Linked DNA regions of Mus musculus: region 2 is linked to region 1. The links are chromatin contacts, called in public HiChIP or PLAC-seq maps. All regions are on one chromosome and are shown on one strand. The core of a region is the stretch at or near the end of the contact, and the rest is flanking DNA. Distances in the headings are between cores, read along the strand shown. Region 1 has its middle 43 kb from the start of Gm41653. Region 2 overlaps Nrxn1 (neurexin I).

The links. HiChIP or PLAC-seq counts read pairs in DNA pulled down with a chosen protein or histone mark.
Region 2: an H3K27ac HiChIP or PLAC-seq map of embryonic stem cells shows a contact between it and region 1, with 5 read pairs. The contact joins two enhancer-like sites. A contact is called at or near these places in 1 of 484 Hi-C or Micro-C datasets (embryonic stem cells) and 2 of 115 datasets of contacts at active chromatin or transcription factors (both in embryonic stem cells).

What each region holds. Positions count from the first base shown.
Region 1 is chr17:89,930,897-89,935,569 of GRCm38.p6, reverse strand. No RefSeq gene overlaps it. Among named protein-coding and RNA genes, the nearest start is that of Gm41653, 43 kb to the left of the region's middle. Within about 2 kb of position 1,384, at least 6 of the 459 cell types and tissues checked have an H3K27ac peak or open chromatin away from gene starts, as enhancers often do. A contact at or near this core is called in embryonic stem cells, where this site is marked.
Region 2 is chr17:90,388,454-90,393,294 of GRCm38.p6, reverse strand. The region is part of intron 17 of Nrxn1 (neurexin I); the gene reads left to right. Among named protein-coding and RNA genes, the nearest start is that of Gm32337, 71 kb to the left of the region's middle. Within about 2 kb of position 2,739, at least 41 of the 459 cell types and tissues checked have an H3K27ac peak or open chromatin away from gene starts, as enhancers often do. A contact at or near this core is called in embryonic stem cells, where this site is marked.

The DNA of each region.
Region 1 (4,673 bases), core at 135-2,634:
GGGCGGCTCCCAACAATTTTCTGGTAAAACATCAACCACATGTTTTGCAACAGTGAATTTCCAACTTTAGTGTGCATAAAGATCTCTTCAAAGTCTTCTCAAAATACAGATTATAATTCAGAGACTCAGAGTTGAAGCCTAGAACAACACATTCCCTACAAGCTTCAAGAGTACCTATGCTGTAAGTATGTGTGCTACAGTTTGAATACTGTAGCTACTCAGAGAAGATACTGTAAGCAGGGTGGATTAAACTGTTTCCAAAGCCTGCCAACTTTTTCTTTGGAAGATTTTACAAAAACTTGGGCAAACAGATAAATAAAAATAGACATAGAAATTGTTCCTTTTCAGATAATACATCATAAACAGTTATTATTTTTATGTAGCATGTCCACTAACAAAAAGCAATTTGTCACATAAAAAAATCTCAAATCAGACAGCTTTGGCTGGTCTGCTGTGATGTGGCAAAAATCTTGAATGTTCTGAAGCAAGTTACACTGAAGTCATATCAATCACAATAGTCATGTTTTTGCCAGATACACCTTAGATCTGTTATATATTTAATTCTGAATAACTTTTTGGAAGTTGTGTGTTTAGAAACTTTTGCTGCTAACCATGGTTGTGACCTTCACATTCAGTTACAGGGCTCCATGCAGAGGTGTGCTTCACAGTATGGGAAGCTGCAGTAAGAATGAAATGCACAACATTAAATCCACAAAAGGCTTATATGTCACATAGTACTCCTCATTTGGTTAGTGCCTCAACCACTTACCATAAGAGATAAACATGATGTGTTTATATTAAGTAGAACATATTTTAATGTTCTAGGCATGTACAAGAGAGCAAAGTGAAGGATAGAGATTCATTAAATTGAATCTAAAACAAGTCTCTGATGTATATAGAGAGTTCTTTATTAAAACCGTTCAATTCATACAATTGCTTTTGTTATTGCTATACAAAAATGTCGGGTCTTTAAAATGAAGTCTAATTTTATGTTTATAAGAGGGAAGCATAACGCTATAAAGAAGGTTAAGCTTGGATAATCAGCTGTGTCTTTTGTGGTATGGATGTTTGTGTGCATGTGCTTGCATGCAGGTGTATGAATTAATAGAGGGTCTTTTACAACTTTCAGTTTTTATTAGTGTACTGACCTTTCAGTTGGGTAAATTCCCATTTTAACTCAAAGTAGTGGGTTGCTGATCTAAGTTGATTTAATTATTTATTGTTACAAAAATACATATTGTAACCTCCCCAGCTTGAAACAGGCTGATCCAGACTTTGACCTTGCTGCCTGCCACAAAGAAGGAGATTCCCTAGGGTGGAGCCTTCCGACCTAGATGGCTCTATTGTTCTGTCACCTGCCATGGCCTCCAAGACACTGCTCCCTGCTGAGAGGCCCCTGAGCTATTCTGGAGACTACACCCTCTCCTGCAGTTGTCACCTGCAGCTGGTTCCAGGAACCAAGAATGGATTGGGGGATGGGCCTCCTCCCCCGCCTCTTTTTTTTTTTTTTTTTTTTGTGGTAACATGGAATGCATTTTTTTTTCCATTTTTTTTTCCATTTTTTATTAGGTATTTAGTTCATTTACATTTCCAATGCTATACCAAAAGTCCCCCATACCCACCCACCCCCACTCCCCTACCCACCCACTCCCCCTTTTTGGCCCTGGCGTTCCCCTGTACTGGGGCATATAAAGTTTGTGTGTCCAATGGGCCTCTCTTTCCAGTGACAGCTCCCCCCTTTTATAAGCACAGTTTGCTATTAAACGTTTGAGCCTTGATCAGGAACCTTGACTTGGCATCCATTTTTCTCTCCACTGCCTAGTTTCTGTCTTTTCAGCCCCTGTTTGCCTCCCAGGAGTAATCCCTGGTCCACGTGAGCCTGGCTCCCAACAACATATGACAGTAGCCAGACTTTTAAAATATATTTTAATAATACTTTGCAAATTTAACACTCCTTATTTAACACAATGTGTGAATGCATTTATCTCTCTGAACTTCTATATTCATCCCCATCCATTCTACTCCCCATGTTATGTCCTCCTCTTCATTCCTCTTCATACTCTATAGTTCAGTTTGTGACAGCTGTACTCTTATACTCACTTGAGAATAGATACCCTACCAGAGGTCACACTCTTAAAATCAATTGGCTTTCCTTCCCTCAGGTAGCAGTATGCCTGAGTCCCTCCCCATTCCATTCTGGAATGCTTCTGACTTGGTCTTGGGCAGGTCTTTTATAGGCAGCCATGGTCTTTGTGAGTTCCTGAGTACAGTAATCCTGTGATATCCAGAAAATTCCATTTTGTCCCTGTTCTCCCTGACCCCAGGCTAGAAATGAGACACTTAATGCTAGAATTTAATATTTTCTGGGGTTAGCAACCTTTGAATGATAGGCATGTGATACTCTGTCATTACATTGGACATTGTTAAATGCGTGCAGCTCCCACGTGCCACTATACCACAAGGATAAACAAACATCACTCTACAATGAACCATGCAGTTGGACTATGATGTTCAGTTGGCTAGGTGTATTAAAAATATGACATCTGGCACTTCCCCTTCAGTATGCATGCTGTGATGTGATACAATGCATTCTGAGGCACATTTGTATCATTATGCTGCTGAGAAGGTCAGGTGGTTTTCCTATATGAGCTGAATGAGTTTGCGAATAAATAATTTCTCCCTCCTTTCAGCCACCCTTTTTTCTTCTTTCTTTTCCTTTTCTCTGTTCTCTGAGTCTACTTTTTTTTCTTCCACCTTCTATTTTAATGTAAGAAGAGAGTATTTTATAGTTCAGCAAATTATTATGAGTGTGCATATTACTTCTCATCTAGACCAAGACAAACAATTTTTTTCAGGAACATATTTTGAAGGAAAAATAGTTCTTTAATTTTTAGTCTCTTTTTTCTTGAGGAGGGAGTTGTAAGTGACTATAAGAAAACTACTATGCATAGTTTAGAGAACTGTACCAAACTTACCTTAGGTCAATATCTGGCTCAATATCACTAATCTAGTCTTGTCCGAATTTTCCTATTTTTTTCTCTTCCTCTCTATGTTGAGGATTCCTTCTGTATTTCAGATTTGTTTTCAGAAGGCTCTATTGACTTATCCCCCAGCTCTGACCTATAATAGCAATGCTCAGATTCTCTAATTCTCTTTATTTAATTGTCATTCTCTCTTTGCATCTTCTATGCTAACTCATTTCCAAGCAAAAGAAGCCAACTCTTAAACACTTAAATACATCAAGTGAGTAAAAGGATGTATGTAATGAAAGATTCTAAGATACCAAAAATAAGAATAAAATTTGATTGTGAAGGTCAGATGTGTGAACTTCATGTGCTCCAGAGGTATGGTTTATGAAATTTTATCTCATGTCTCAAACCCAAATATGTGTAATCCATAGAAGATTCCAAGTGTGGGAATTAAAAACAATAGGCTTGGTTTTCTCTTTGGATATAGAAGTCTCTAGCAAAAGTAGGACTAGTGTTAGAAGAGTAAAACATAGCAAGTATTTGGTTATTCGAACTTCTGGGAAATTATCAAGCACTTTATGGCCTGTAATATGCTTGATCTAACTTGACATGAGATACAGATTATATATACAGACTTCCTCTGGTAGAAGTTCAGTTAAGATCTGGTTAATTCCCTAGAAATTTTATGTGCTGCTATAGAAGACTGATGTCCTTAACCATCGGGTATAGAACCTGTTAGTAAGTCCTTTTCTCAATATCCTAATTGGGCTTTGTAGAAATGGAGACTTGCTGTGATTATGTATAAGGCAGGAGTGCAGGATCAGAGACTCCTACAGACTCAAAGAACCCTATACTGATAAGCTACTAAAGAGCTTCAGTTGTTTTAATCTCTCAAAATGAAAGAGAAAAAGAAGAGGAAGAGGAGGAGGAGGAAGGGGAGGAGGAAGTGGAGGAGGAGGAGAAGGAGGAAGAGGAGGAGGAGGAAGGGGAGGAGGAAGTGGAGGAGGAGGAGAAGGAGGAAGAGGAGGAGGAGGAAGGGGAGGAGGAAGTGGAGGAGGAGGAGAAGGGGGAAGAGGAGGAGGAGGAGGAGGAAGAGGAGGAGGAAGTGGAGGAGGAGGAGAAGGGGGAAGAGGAGGAGGAGGAAGGGGAGGAAGAGGAGGAAGGGGAGGAGGAGGAGGAGGAGGAGGGGGAGGAGGAATATATCTTACAAATGGGAGGACTCAGTGAACATACAAAGTTTAAAGTGTATGGTTATTGATATTTTGAGGTCCTCAGAAGAACATGGGGGCTGCTACAGTTTCCTCTCAATCACACACAGTATTTATCCTTCCCACTGAAGCAAATGGTAACCTTTCTTTTATGTATGGATTAATATTCTAACTTTGAGATGATCTGCCAACCAGGTACTTAACCTAAACACACTTTTGGACCCATTTCTTGACAGATTTCAAAAAAGGAACCTCTTGCAGCTGGCTCATGAGAAAATCAAAGATCTCTCCCTTAACATTCTTGCTGTCTGCCACTCACAAGGGATGCCTATTAGCTGAGTGTTCTCTGTTTCATCAATTTGATATGAAACTTGCGTGCATCCTCTTTCCAAATCCTGTGGGAAATCTTTGGTTGTCTCTAGAGAATCCTGAGACATCCTGGGAATCAAGCTTTGTACTTTTTGTTCCTGGGAATCTCACCTTTGTATTGTTTTGT
Region 2 (4,841 bases), core at 1,490-3,989, 460 kb before region 1:
TGAATGCTTATGTACTAATGGTAAGAAAAGAAGTATGGTAAAGTTCTAGAAATTACATTGATACTTAAAACTATGTATCATTGCATTGCCAAAATGTAGTATTTATTATTGTTTTAATGTGTGCCTTTTTAATTCTTTTAATACACAGGCATAATTCTGTTCTTAAATACAAAGTCGGCAGATTGAGTATATACAATATTGCCTTTAATGTGAAAGAAAAAATCTTTTTAGATCAATGAATAGTATTAAGAAAATTTCAAAATGAAAATGAATCTGCAATGAGAGACATAGATATATGCAGCACTATGTCCCCAGGGAGCCCTGCCATGTTGGCATGAAGACAACTGACTTTAGAAGGGAGCACTCCATCCCAATGCAGTGCCACCCTCTGCTAGAACAGCCTTCATTTTCTAAAACATGCTAGGCTACAATGCCCCACCTCACTGGCATTAGCAACTAAATCAGTACAATAGTGAGTACAAAGTAGAGTTCATGCTGTAAATTTAAAACCATTTATCATTTGGTAAATTCAATGAAATTATTGTCTTAAATTCAACCCCCTCCCAACCTTTTAAGGCTAAGATCTGTTTTCCTCCTAGGGATAGTCTTTTGCTTTGCAGTCAACAAAATAGAATTGGTTTTAAAGAGAAAAGTATATATGTAGTGCTCTGCCATCCCCATTTAAATTTGTGATCCTGTCCTTCATTGAAATTTACTGATAACTAGCAGATTCCATATTTCTTTTTTCAAAGAAAAAGTAAGTGAAAAGTAAGTCAAATCATAATTGATAAGTTATTTCTCCATCACCAGTGAAATGAGCCAATTCAAGCCAGATTAGATTATATCAAATGCAGGTCAATTGGAAAGCTACTCTGGGTTCACTGGTCCTAAGGACTGAGGTCAGGGAAGTTGCCATAGAAAGGGATTGAGAGGAGAGGGGAAGAAGAAAGAGAGAGCACAGAGCACACACAGAGGCACAGAGAGAGAAGTGTGTATGTGTGTGATTGTGTGTGTGTGTGTGAGAGAGAGAGTGTGAGAGAGATGAGAGAGAGAAAGAGAGGAAAGGAGAGGAGAGGAGAGGAGAGGAGAGGAGAGGGGGGAGGGGAGGGGGAGGGGAGGGGGGAGAGGAGAGGAGAGGAGAGGAGAGGAGAGGAGAGGAGAGGAGAGGAGAGGAGAGGAGAGGAGAGGAGAGGAGAGGAGAGGAGAGGAGAGGAGAGGAGAGGAGAGGAGAGGAGAGGAGAGGAGAGGAGAGGAGAGGAGAGGAGAGGAGAGGAGAGGAGAGGAGAGGAGAGGAGAGGAGAGGAGAGGAGAGGAGAGGAGAGGAGAGGAGAGGAGAGGAGAGGAGAGGAGAGGAGAGGAGAGGAGAGGAGAGGAGAGGAGAGGAGAGGAGAGGAGAGGAGAGGAGAGGAGAGGAGAGGAGAGGAGAGGAGAGGAGAGGAGGAGACTGAAGAGGAGGAGGAAGATGAGGAGGAGGAGGATTGAAAGTTCAAGGTAGGAGGCAGGGTATACCAGATAGGGAAAGAGAGAGCTGGGAGAAACTGGAGACTAGGTCTGCTTTGCTATGTAAAATGTGAACCTCAGTCCCTTGTCCCAGGCTCTGAAACCAAACAATTATAGGTCACTTAACAGAAAGAAGAAAACTGCTCTGAACATGTTCCTACTAGATGACTGGAGAAATACCACACGCCCCTTCCTTCTTGTGGATGTGCTCCATGCTTTAGATGCTATCATAGGGAGAGTTGAGTGAATGCTCCTTGGGAGAACAAGTGATGCTCAAAGTTTAAGACAAGAAAGGAGGAAGCATGTGGGGGAAGAGGGACTGGTGAGAAATGGAAGCGGAAATGCAAGGTCTAAGCAGACTCAGAACAAAGCAAGAAGAGACACTGCAGGGAACTGGCGACATTAAAGGCCTTATTCCGTTAACAGGGAAATTTCAAAATACCCAAGCAGGAACCACAGGAAAAAGTGAAATAGAACGTTCCTACTTTCCAGTATTTTCGAATTAATTAAACTAACAAAAGGTTGATTTGATGTATTCACGGTGAACAGCAGCCTCAAACACCTTATTATTATGTTATTTAGAGGAAGCCAGGCAGGCGGCTGAACACATGGTTTTCATTGTACAGAAAAATACAAATATTTTGCTTGATAGCTGAAAGAAATAATACATCAAAAGGACAATGAAGGAATTTGGAATGCCCCACACCTGTGTTGGCTCTACCAGGGTAGCAGCCAGCATGTTGTTTTCTCAGCTGGAGTGCTCAGAGGCCACGTGACTGCAGCTGGCATCTATTCATTCACTGAAATAAAATTGCCTACATATCCTGAAGCCACAGTGAATACAGGGGGACTTGTGCTCTCAGATCCTACTGTTGCTTTCTCTGTGTCTCTTCGAGCATGTGTAAAATCTATATTGTTAAGCTCACTAAATTGAACAAGATTTCTCTGATAAACCAAAAGACCATAAGAACCTAAATACCCTGCTGGGTAATATCTCCACATTTTAAAGCAATGTCTTGGATCTAGATATGCAACAGCACTGGCAACTTGGAGACACAGAGCAGACATGATGCAGTATTATGTAACGCTGTTGTGTTAAGTAACCTGACAGAAACCATGGCCTGGTTACAGAATCTCTTAGGTGTGGTTTTTATTTTCAAAGAACTCTGGACCTTAATTAGCATTTGAAACAAAGCTTAACACAAAGCAACTGGAAGTGCGGAAGCTGAGAGACAGCGGTTCATTTGAAGTGCTAAGCTTAAGCCATAGACATTGTCTGGGTGGTGCGTTCCTTGGGGGTTTGGAGGAGGAAGGCATCACCCCTTGGGATCTTGGGAACCAGTCTAATGAACTGTAACTGAAAGGGTTCACTCTGAAGCTGTGAGCTCAATTCCACCCAGCAGCCACAGGCTATCTATCCCTCTATTCCCCAGCTATTCTGTCAAGTGCCATGATGAAGTTAGGTGGGCAGGGAAGGAGGAACCCTCCCACTGATTGATTAATTCAGCAAGTGTTAGGTGGAGCTCTAAACCTAAGGACCATAAGGGTAGAAAAACTTGTGTTTGTATTATTCAGAACTAATGCAAGTCTATGTCATAATTGTCCTCTTGTCTTTTATCCAAAACCAACTCATCTTTTAACTAACTAACTCAGCCCTCAGAAAAATCTATCCCCTCTACTTTTGGATTTCTGTCATTTAAATTTGCTTGCTTGTTTGTTTGTTTATTTATTTATTTTGAATCCATGTTCTCATCACATTTATTTATTTTTGTGTAGTGTGTGTGTGTGTGTTGAATATGTGCCTCAGAGCTCATGTGTAGGTCAGAGGAAAACTTTGTGGAGTTGGTCCTCTAGAGTTGCCATTAGGGTTCTGTGGCTCTCCTTTTAGGTAGCAGGTGTAGCAACTTTCACCTACCCAATGGCACTTTAAATGACAATCACCCATAATACTCTCTGCCCTTAAAGTGCCTTTCATAAATACAGAATATAGCCTTTTGTATTTCCTCTAATGCCTTGCAGGCCCCACACATCACAAATAAAAACTTTGTCTTCCTACAAAAGTCAAAATGCAAGTATTTTATCACATTCTAATTTCAACTTTGGGACCATCAGAGCATCTAATGGTCACTTCTTGGTTGCACTGTTAATATCCTGAGTGCTGCTTCCTTACATTAGGGAAGTAAGCATGATGCCTCAAACACCTCTGGTCTTTCTAGTTTCTTTTTAAAGTACATACCCCAGTGGATTTAACTTGATAGTCCTGTTGAAAATAAAAATGTCATGAACTTTGAAATGCAGAAGCAGAGACGAGAAAGTCAGTCACCACATCTGCCAAAGGCAGATACCAAGGCAGGATTTATTTCTATTTATGCTTAAACCACTTCTCCTAAAGAGGAACACTCGTCCATTGCTGGTGGGACTCCAAGCTGGTAAAAGCACTCTGGAAATCAGTTTAGCGGTTCCTCAGAAAATTGGACATAGTTCTACCGGAATATTCAGCAATACCACTCCTGGGCATATACCTAGAAGATGCTTCAGCATGTAATAAGGACACATGCTCCACCAGCCTTATTTATAATAATCAGAAGCTGGAAAGAATCCAGATGCCCCTCAACAGAGGAGTGAATACAGAATATGTGATACATTTACCCAACGGAGTACTACACAGCTATTAAAAACAATGAATTTATGAAATCCTTAGACAAATGGATGGATCTGGAGGATATCATCCTAAGTGAGGTAACCTAATCACAAAAGAACACACATGATATACACTTACTGATAAGTGGATATTAGCCCAGAAGCTCAGAATCCTTCTTAGAAGGGGGAACAAAATACCAATGGAAGGAGTTATAGAGACAAAGTTTGGAGCAGAGACTGAAGGAACAACCATGCAGATACTTCCCTACTTGGGGATCCATCCTATAAACAACCACCAAACCCAGACACTATGGCAGATGCCAACAAGAGCCTGCAGACAGAAGCCTGATATAGCTGTCTCCTGAGGGGCTCTGCCAGTGTCTGGCAAATACAGAAGTGGATGCTCACAATCATCCATTGGATGCAGCACAAGGTCTCCAATGAAGGAGCTAGAGAAAGTATCCAAGGAGCTGAAGGTGTTTGAAGCCCCATAGGAGGAACATCAATATAAACTAAACAGTACCCCCAGAGTTCCTTGGAACTAAACCTCCAATCAAAGAAAACACATGGTGGAATTTGTGGCTCTAGCTGTATATTTAGCAGAGGATGGCCTAGTGAATCATCAATGGGAGGAGAGGCCCTAGGTCCTGTGAAGGTTTTATGCCCCAATAAAGGGGAATGCCAGGACCAGGAATGGAGTG